Regions from separate parts of the Triticum aestivum genome. Here region 2 is linked to region 1. The links are chromatin contacts, called in public Hi-C maps. All regions are on one chromosome and are shown on one strand. The core of a region is the stretch at or near the end of the contact, and the rest is flanking DNA. Distances in the headings are between cores, read along the strand shown. Region 1 holds the start of LOC123099005 (50S ribosomal protein L11, chloroplastic). Region 2 holds the start of LOC123099009 (nascent polypeptide-associated complex subunit alpha-like protein 2).

Region 1 (5,034 bases), core at 1,626-4,125:
CACATAGTACAATGCATGAGAAGGTGGCAGTGGCTTTTGTAGGAGTAACCTTTAATTAGTGTTTCGCGAGCTATAGTTACGCGTAGGTAGCACTGTGCTCGTTCTGTACGTGCGATTGGGCTTTGGGCCTCAATGCAGGAAAGGCCGATCACAACCCAGCAATAATAATACTAGGTAGTATTCAAATGCTTCAGACTTTTCTGAGACACAAGAAATGCTTCACAGTTCAGAGTTAGAGTTGCTTTTGCTGAATATACAGGGGTACTCCTATAATGTTCAGAGTTGAAGCACACGTTTCCGGAGAATTTGAACGGTAGAAACCTACTTCTATTTGAAACCGAGCTATCCACCACTGGAAGACAAAACATGCAGACATCCACTTTTCAGATTGTTATAGAGCAATGGTGATATGAATTTCAAAATGAAGAAAATTCTAGGACCAAACATATAGCTGCAGACTGCAGACCTACCTGCAGCGCGAGAGGGCTCTACGGTACCGAAACAAATGATTTTACAGCTTTGCCCAGAAGATCACATCTGTTTTATCTCTCACACTGACCAGGTGGAAATCCCTGTCACTACAGCATATTTGCGTACAAAAATGAAGCAAAAATGTACAGATGGACATTGCTAAGGCGATTCCAGCGTGCCAGCAAATAGACTAGAAGACCACCTTCTCCTTCTTCACGAGGATCGGCGGGTCAACATCGATGCCCATGTTAGCGGCAGTGCCCGCTATGATTCTCATGGCGGACTCGATGGTTTTGCAGTTCAAGTCAGGCAGCTTCTCCTGGGCGATCGTTCGTACTTGGTCCACTGTCACCTTTCCAACCTTCTCACGCTGTGGCTCCTTTGAGCCTTTTTCAACGCCTGGGAATCAGAATTAATAAAATGGAGGTAAGGAACCATTTAGTTCACTGAGCAGTTATAAAGCCTAATATAAACTACAGTAAACAGAAAGTTGAGGAATCAACCAAACGTGTAGAAATTTTAGTGGTTAACTTATGCCTTGTTTATTTCAGAGAAACTAATGATTTATCAATCCAACAGACTCTATGAAGTTGTGCCAAGTACAGCAAAAAAGAAACTGTACATATATCACGAGTAGATGCGGTTCAAGCTTTTTTTTTGCCTACTTATTTTTTTCTACCTCTGTAAAGAAATATAACAGACAATACGACTTGTTTATTTTCACTAAAGTAGTGATCTAAACGCTCTTATATTTCTTTACGGAGGGAGTAGCTTTTTTGGCCTGCTTCTCAGTGATACAGTGCCTTATGGAATAACGAAAGCCTAGAATGACAGTTAGGGAAAAGGAAATGGACACCAAATTTAGTGAAGCTTATATACTCTCTGAACTTGGAGCCCAGTACGAACTCCAATGTTAGCTGAACAGAAAAATTAATGAGTCATGCATATTGCATTGTACCCAAACAATTCAAAGACTCCCTCCATATCAAAATATAAGACGTTTGTAGGCTACTTTAGTCCACAAAAATGTCTTAGATTTTGGTACAGAGGTAGTAAGTGTTAACTCAAGGTATTAGTTTTGTAGAGGTCCATATGCAATTCATCAGATACAGATAAAGGATCAGTCTGTCCCATGTGTGGAAAATTGGTATGCAGATAGCAACTCACAGACCACTTTCCTTGTCAGTAGGTCAACATTTTGGTATATGCATTTGCAATTAAAATTATTAATAATATCATAATGAATCATTAATCAGTCCCTCTACAGTCTGCACATACTTTTTAAACTCAACCATAGTATTCTTATACTCCCTCGGTTCCTAAATATAAGTCTTTTTAGACATTTCAAATGGACTACAACATACGGATGTACGTAGACATATATTAGAGTGTAGATTCACTCTTTTTGCTCCGTATGTAGTCACTTGTTGGAATCTCTAGAAAGACTTATATTTGGGAACGGAGGGAGTAGAATTTGAACAAGCTAGGCTCCCACAGACACTAACAAATCAATCTAGCTACTGCATTTACCTTTTGCCCAATTAACCCCATATGGCCATATATCTTCAATATGGTGCATGAACCTCAAATTATGTACAATTTGATGCTAATCATCCGGGTGCATACCTGCAGCCTTGAGGAGCAGCACTGATGCAGGGGGTGTCTTCAAGATAAAGGTGAAGCTCTTATCCTGCAAAACACAAAGGCAATGGCACACGCATCATGAGAATCAACCCACATTACCAATGCATTCTGCACACACATTTAACATTCAGACTCGGGGGATTAACCAGCAGTGCAGGCTCACATCGAACACGGTGATCTCGACGGGGATGATGTAGCCGGGCTTGTCGGCCGTCTTGGCATTGTAGTCCTTGCAGAAGGCCATGATGTTGACACCCTTGGCGCCGAGCGCGGGGCCGACGGGCGGCGCCGGCGTCGCTTTGCCCGCCTCCAGCGCCAGCTTTATGATGCCCACCACTGCAGAACATTAACCACACACATATCGGGCGCAGTTTAGCCGGAGCACTAGACGGGGGCCGCACAAGACCATGCCGGGTGGGATGAAGGTGGAGGCGAGCGCAGGCACGGACCTTTCTTGGGCTTGGCCCCGGGCTTGGGGGGCGCCATGGCCCTGACGGCGAACACCCTCCGCGCGGGCGTGGCCGCGGCCGCGAGTGCCGCCGGGCGGAGGAAGGAGGAGGGGGCGCCGAGGAAGGAGGAGGTGAGCTTCTTGGCGGTCGGGGACGGGAGCCCGTGGAGGGATAAGGTTGTGGTGGCCATGGCTGTGCGCTGGGAGGGAGGAGTCGGCTGCTCTCTGTTCTGCTCTGCTCTGCTCTTCTCTCCTATCTTCTTCTAATCTGCTATCTGCTGGGCTAAGGTTAGAGAAGGCGCTGTACAGGTGAGTTCGTCTTCGCTGGGAGGACACGGTTTTCATCTTGCCAATGACGACCCAGTTTATTATTTATTTTTTTGAGCGGTAGGACAACCCACTACTGACGCCAGAAGGCCGGGGACGGAGGAATAGGGTCGCTGATAGCATGGGCCGGCCCACTAGCTTGCTGCCCCAGTTTTTTTGTTTTTCTGTTACGAAAATAAAAATATGAAATCAAAAAAGGTTTACAGATTTAAAGAAAAAAATTCATATCTTTAAAAAAGGTTCATCAATTTTGAAAAAAGTTCATTAATTTGAAAAAAAGTTCATTCAAATTGAAAAAAAGTTCATCCAATTTATAAAAAGTTCATTAATTTTTCAAAAAGTTCATCAAATTTGAAAAAAGTTCATAGAAATTCAAAATAAGTTCATGTATTTTTAGGAAAAGTTCATTGAACTTAAAAAATCATAAATAAAAACAATTCATCCATTTTCAAAAAGATGTCATCAAATTTCAAAAAAGTTCATCGATATTCGAAAAAGATCATCAATCTGAAAAAAACTGTTGACTTTATTTAAAAAAGTTCATAGATATTTAGAAAAGTTCACAGAATTTTCAAAAACAAAAATCAACCGGCGCCTAGATGGGCCGGCCCATTTCCGGACGCCACAGGCGCCAGTTAACTGGCGCCTGTGGCGCCAAATAGGAAATGCTCACTGAGAAGGCCCATATTTCCGTCGGTGCAAAGGCCAGGACACAGGAATAAGGTTAATGGGCTTCTGAAGTAGTCGTCGCAAAGCTTCTACCTGGACCGGCTACTGCAGAAGCCCATTAACACATAATTTTTTTAAATGAAAATATGTATTTTTATGTTTATAGATTTAAAAACTGCCATCATAAATAATTTGATATTGACATAAAAAGATGTGCCTATTGTGAAAAGAAAGTTTTCATGTATTTTAACATAGATGTTCATAGCTCCAATAGCAAATGTCCACGCACTTTTAAAACATTCACATCTCTCAAAAGACATGTTTATGTATTATTACAGAACAAAAATGTAAAATGGTCATGTACATAAATGCCCATGTACGTGCCCATAAGCAAGATCACTCTTCACACCTATCCTACGCTAAAGGCAAAGAATAGGATTCAGAATCACTCGAAGCAGACACATGTGTCCATGTGACCCAAAGCATCGCACATGTGGGCCCGTCTTTAACAGGAGACCCACGTGATAGACAATGAGGACAAACTAGTTTGTAAAACATGTGAAAAGGCTTGTGTGAGTCAAACGAAAGCCCCTTTGTATCGAACAAAATGTTCACATTAGTACCAATAAAATTGTTCAACATGTAAAAAAACTTTGGGGTAAATAATTTTTAAAATTATGTTCCATCCTTATATGAAAATAACAATTTTTAAAATAAACTGTTGAAACAAAAAAATAATAGAATCTGCAGCAAAATCAACAAATAAACGTACTTGATGCAAATTAAAATCTTCTAAACATGTTCCTCACTCCTTGCAAAATGTATACTTGTGTAAATAAAATGCTCACATTTGTCAAATAAAATGTTCACACAACTTTAAAAAAATCCGTGAATAATAACTGGAAAAAAATCTATGAAATATCTTCGACCTTCCAAAAAAAGTCCATATTTAAGTACAATTAAGTAAAAGCTTCATATAACTCGAATGTGCCAACAGATAATTTTCCTTGCACTAAACCTTTTTTTCCTCTTCTCTCAACATGCTAGTATGCCACTTCAGCATGCAGTGGGAAAAGATTCGCCACAACATGCAACATGCATATTTAAATGCCCATTATCTCAAGAATCAACAGAAAATTATCTGGAGTGGCAAACTTCATGAACTATCCTGACAGACTCACGTATGTTGCATCCATGCCAATATTTGCAATGTGCACTTTCAGAATTCATGTCACTGTACTGGAACATGTAAACAAAGCAGGAATAAATTTTCTCTGGCATGGAAAGGACATCAACAAGAAAGGTAATTGCCTTGCCAACTGGCAGATGGTACGCAAACCTAAAAGAACTCGGTGGACTTGGAGTGCTTAATCTCAAGATCCAAAACATTGCTCTCATAATGAAACATCTGCACAAGTTTTTTACCCATGCTGATGTCCCCTGGGTCAAACTTATATGGCAAGCTCACAATCACA
Region 2 (5,034 bases), core at 1,441-3,940, 290 kb before region 1:
TGGTGAACGGCGCAGCCACCTCCCTCACCTTCAGCTCGAGAGCATCGAACTTCTCCGCCAGCTTGCGCATCTCCTTCACGTTCCTGCAATGCAAATCGATTAGTGTTATATACCAATTGTACCGAGTTATTTCTGTGTATTTTTATTAGGATTTTTTATAGTAGGAGTAGTAGTAATATGTGTAGATGTGTTGCCTGTTGGGGAGTCGGTCGAGGTCCTCCCTCATGAGGCTCAGCCGGGTCTCGAGGATGGCCACCTTCCGCCGGATCTCCCCGGTCCGGCGCTTCAGCTCCAGCGACAGCGACGCCGGGACGGACCCCCTCTCGGCGATGTTCCCCATCACCTCCTCCACCAGCCTCTCGGCCTCCTGGAACCGCTTCGTCCATTGCTCCAATGGCGACGGCGCCGGCGCAAACCCTGGGCAGAGCAACACGTACCCACACGATCGGTACAGAGTTAGCACGCATTGGCTGCCGAACAAGATCGGAACTGCGAATCACGGGAAGCAAGACGAACTCGGCTGATTGGTTACCCTTGGGCTGGAAGGTCGCCATCGGGAGAGCCGGATGCGACCGGTTGATGTTGGACATTGATGTGCTCCTTCGTTCTTGCAAAATTGCTTATTCCTGATGATAGAACTAGCTATTTAACCAAAAAAATCCTGCTGTTTATGCGGTGCGGCTTGGGGTATATGATCTTATTGGGGATGCACATGAACTGTTCCTTTTCCGTTTGGCGTCCGATAAGGAGTCCTGCCGGGAGGGAGAAGGGACGACGACTACGACTTGATTCAGGTTTGCTGTTCCGGTCGTCGGTTTCGATTCGACCTCAACCCTCCGGGGAGATTACGCATGGGCTTGGGCCTCCATGACGAGATGCCAGATGCATCAGGTCGGCAAAGTCTACTTTTATTTCCAATTCCTAAAAAAGAAGGCAAAGTCTATTGTTTTTTGCCAAGAAAAAGCAAGTCTATTTTTTGTTACGAAGGGTAGTTTCATTCATACTCTCTCCGCTTCTAAATACAAGTCTTTCTAGAGATTTTAATAGGAGTACATACTGATGTATATAGATATATTTTAAAGTGTAAATTCACTTATTTTGCTTCGTATGTAGTCTATATTAGAATCCCTAAAAGAACTTGTATTTGGGAACAAAGGGAATACATTATATCGAGATGATACAACCGCAATGAACAAATGTCTGTCCCCGATGTAACAAGACGCACACATACAACAAGTCCAAAAAAGAGTAAATTGCTCAAAACCACCACATTCGGGGATAGGGTTAACGGATTATCATCGTTTTTGCCAAAACCACAAAAAACCACACTAATTCTGAACCGAGCCGCGTCTAACAGTGGAGCTGAGCCGAATCTTCCATCATGCCCACAAACAAACTAGGAATGGAATGCAAATCAAAGCTACCCAATGCAATAAACAAAAGTAACTAAGCATATAACTAAAAACACTCACACAAATGCAATTGATCAAGTGAAATGAAATTTATACCTCTCAGGTGATTCGTCGAACACGTTGTGGGTCCGGAGAATGTGATGGCAACGAATGCCGATTGGGCTGCAATCGGAGGAGGGGTAGAGTAGGAGTAGGGCTCACGTGTGTTGCGGCTTTCTTCCTCTTCATCTGGCTAGACGTGGCTGAATTGGCCCGTTGATTCGATACCGGTGAGACGACATGGGCGGGAGGTCCTACGTGGGCGAGCGGAGCTTGGCCAACCGTTTCTCCGCGGTTGTGGCTGTTGGAGGCGCTTGCGCCGCAGTTTTGCCCGACGCAGCGGGAGGCAGGGTCGGTTTCACCCGCTGGCGCCCGATTGGAATGGCCCGACCTTGGGAAGGACGATGGGGGCTTCCTGCGGCTCCATGATGACGCGCGGGCGGCGTTGGCTGGTCAGGCAGGGCGACGACAGCAAGGTAGCGGACGACGGAGGCGCAAGAGCGGGAAGGGCGACGGGTGAAATTTCACTCCTGCCAAGCCTGAGCGGGTTTTGTGTATGCGCAAACCCAAGCTACCAATACTCTACATATGCGGTGTGGTAGGCCCATTTTTAAGTTTACTGGGGGAAAATGAGTACACTCGAGTTTACAGTATCTGTTCTGGTCATTTTTATGCCTCCAAAACTCTAAACCGGTAGTAATTATTCAATATATCTCCTTTTACAATATCTGCTAGAGTTGCACTTATAGCGAGACGCAAGCGTCTTGCTTCACGTATCGCTAATGATGGGCGAGTCCAAGTAGTGACATGCAGTGTAGCTTATTTTTCTTCTCTATTTTTCATTCGTTTGTTTTTTTTCTTTTGTTCGTATTTTCAAAAACATTCTAAATACATATATTACAAAATTTAAATTTACTTAAAATAAGAAATAAAAAACTATGAATTTGAGACATGAAAAAAAAGGTTAGTGTAATTTAAAAAATGTTGATAGCATTGGAAAAAAATTGATATTTAAAATGTTTACACATTTTAAAAAAAATATAAGTAAAATTTTAAGAAATTGTAAAAAAGTGATAGTGTGTACTGCAAGAAAGTTTTTCATACCATTCAAAAAATGTAAGAAGTGATGATAGCATTTACCACTCAGCTCCCGTGGCCCAGGCGTGCTACAGTAAACCAGCCCAGCCCAGCCCAACACAGCGCGCGAATAGATAAGGCCTCCGGCGCCGCTCTCAATCGGCCTCGGCTCTCCATTCTCACTCCTTATCCTCACTCCAGCAGCACCCTCGTTCCTGCACCAACACCGCAGCATTTCACCATGGTGAGCGAGCAGACGCCGGTGACCACGGAGCCGGAGCTGGAGAGCGGCGACGCGGCGCCGGTCATCAAGGCCGAGGAGCCCGCGGAGGACGGCGCGCCCGTCGTCGAGGACGTCAAGGAGGGCGACGGTGACGAGGACGAGGAGGAGGACGAGGATGATGACGAGGACGACGAGGATGAAGACGGTAACCATGTCCTGCTCCCTTTTGCATTTCCACCTTACCTTGTGATATCTTCTTTCAGTTACACTGTGTGACCGTGTAGGTTCCATTGTTTAGGAATGATGTTAGATAGTTCGTGCAGCACCTCTGTGCTTTTGCACTGTAATTCTATAGCTATCGGAAATGAGTGGTCATGTAACGTGGTGTGGTAGATGAGCCAGATTTGCAGCTGGGGAGTAGGTACGTACGTCTGACTTGCAGTTTTGATGTGCGTGAAGGCGAGCTGGGTGTGGCCGGGACCGAGGGGTCGAAGCAGAGCCGGAGCGAGAAGAAGAGCCGCAAGGCCATGATGAAGCTCGGGATGAAGCCCGTCACCGGCGTCAGCAGGATCACCATCAAGAGAGCCAAGAACGTAAGAAGCAATTCTTCTATGTATGTAAAATTGTTCAGGCTGATTCATGCATGTTGTTAATTAAATCTTGGGCTTCAGATCCTGTTCGTGGTGTCGAAGCCGGACGTGTTCAAGAGCCCGACGTCGGAGACGTACGTGATCTTCGGGGAGGCCAAGATCGAGGACCTGAGCTCGCAGCTGCAGGCGCAGGCGGCGCAGCAGTTCAGGATGCAGGACCTGAGCAAGGCGATGAGGCCCGACGCCGCGGCGGCGGCGGGGGCCGGCGCGCCGGCCGACGAGGAGGAGGTGGTGGACGAGACCGGCATCGAGGCCCGCGACATCGACCTCGTCATGACGCAGGCCAGCGTGTCCCGCGCCAAGGCCGTCAAGGCCCTCAAGGCGCACGACGGCGACATCGTCAGCGCCATCATGGAGCTCACCGCCTAGCCTTGTTCGCTTCCTTTTTCTCCAAGTCCGGCCAGGATCTTTCCCTGCCGGAGTATCGTATCATCATGTGGCCGTGTGTTTTGCCGTGGATTTTCATCCCTTTGTTCTCTCTCAATCATATGTGAACGTTGCACCATGTTGTCAGTTTCGAGATATGCATGCGGTGTGTTTTGCCGTAGATTTGCATCCCTTTTATCTCTACCATACCAATCGTACGTGGACGTTGCACCATATGTTGTCAGTTTCGAGATATGTTAGTGTTCCTCCTTCAATTGGTCAACTGAAATCTAGTTTCAGTATCTCTATATGGCCGATTGCCTCGGAATGGAGTTCTTATGGTCTTCAATTAATTTCTACTGCGACCAGCAATCGTTTAGCAGTATGAAAATGAAAGCGCCGAATAATCCATGGCGTGACAGGGTAAGGGTAAATTCCACAGATTTCTACTATTGGATCAATCATCTAATGCATGTTTGCAAGTTATATAATACAGTACAATAGAATAAGAGGGCTCCACTTGTCTATCCTATATCAGACTACCCTTTCTGCTGTTGCAGACTCCTATTTATCCCGCCTCACCAGTAAGTAAATAAATCTCTAATGACATCCAGCGGCCTCAACTAGGTTGGTAAAAGTATCCTCTGCTCTCACTATCACCTCTGCCTGTCTATCTATCTTCTTATTAGCCAGAGCTGAAGAGCACTGAATGGGTAATGAATCTATGCTGTGTAAAAATGCCGAATGTCTCTCAACAACACCACAATGATCGCCAACAACACTAATAGCTATCACTTCTTGCCGTCAGGCTTATCCGGGAAACTTCGATTCAGAAGCTCGAGGAGAAGCATGGCGGCAGAGTCCTTGGCCTTCTTCACGCTCGGCATCGGCTCTCCGACACACTCATCGGTCCATCCACAATCGGACGTATTCACTCTGACCGCATACACAAATCTTTTAGCATGAGCAGGGCCGCCCTCGTTTATGCACCTGTACTGTGGCATTGGCCACTGCCTTCTCAAGCAAGTGTCGTTCAGGGTCTGCCTGGTGAACCCAGCATTGTTCTTATCACCGTCCTTTTCGGTCTCTTTCTTTGCTGCGGTTTCCTTGTCCTTCAGGACCACAAGTGCATTCCTCGCCGCCAACTTCTGTGCCATTTTCTTCTGGGGATTCTGAGCTACACCAATCTGAACACCATCAACAAAGACTTCAACAGTAGCTACATTGCCTGCCCGGGATGCTTTGTATTCTAAGCCTTCTGCTTGTT

What was found. A called contact is a pair of places that touch in the nucleus more often than the background predicts.
Region 2: a contact with region 1 is called in a Hi-C map of leaf, with 6 times the contacts expected there. The contact joins the promoter of LOC123099009 here to the promoter of LOC123099005 in region 1. A contact is called at or near these places in 2 of 5 Hi-C or Micro-C datasets (both in leaf).

The regions. Positions count from the first base shown.
Region 1 is chr4D:498,628,728-498,633,761 of IWGSC CS RefSeq v2.1, reverse strand. It overlaps LOC123099005 (50S ribosomal protein L11, chloroplastic), which reads right to left and starts at 2,875. Exons shown (of 4, transcript XM_044521112.1): 1 at 2,565-2,875; 2 at 2,279-2,451; 3 at 2,098-2,161; 4 at 395-870. The coding sequence starts at 2,754. The coding sequence ends at 662.
Region 2 is chr4D:498,915,324-498,920,357 of IWGSC CS RefSeq v2.1, reverse strand. It overlaps LOC123099009 (nascent polypeptide-associated complex subunit alpha-like protein 2), which reads left to right and starts at 2,690. Exons shown (of 3, transcript XM_044521118.1): 1 at 2,690-2,956; 2 at 3,211-3,344; 3 at 3,423-3,965. The coding sequence starts at 2,770. The coding sequence ends at 3,770. It overlaps LOC123099008 (endoribonuclease Dicer homolog 1), which reads right to left. Exons shown (of 20, transcript XM_044521116.1): 20 at 4,192-5,034. The coding sequence ends at 4,559. LOC123100579 (syntaxin-52) reads right to left here and starts at 765. Exons shown (of 7, transcript XM_044522487.1): 1 at 533-765; 2 at 195-417; 3 at 1-83. The coding sequence starts at 590.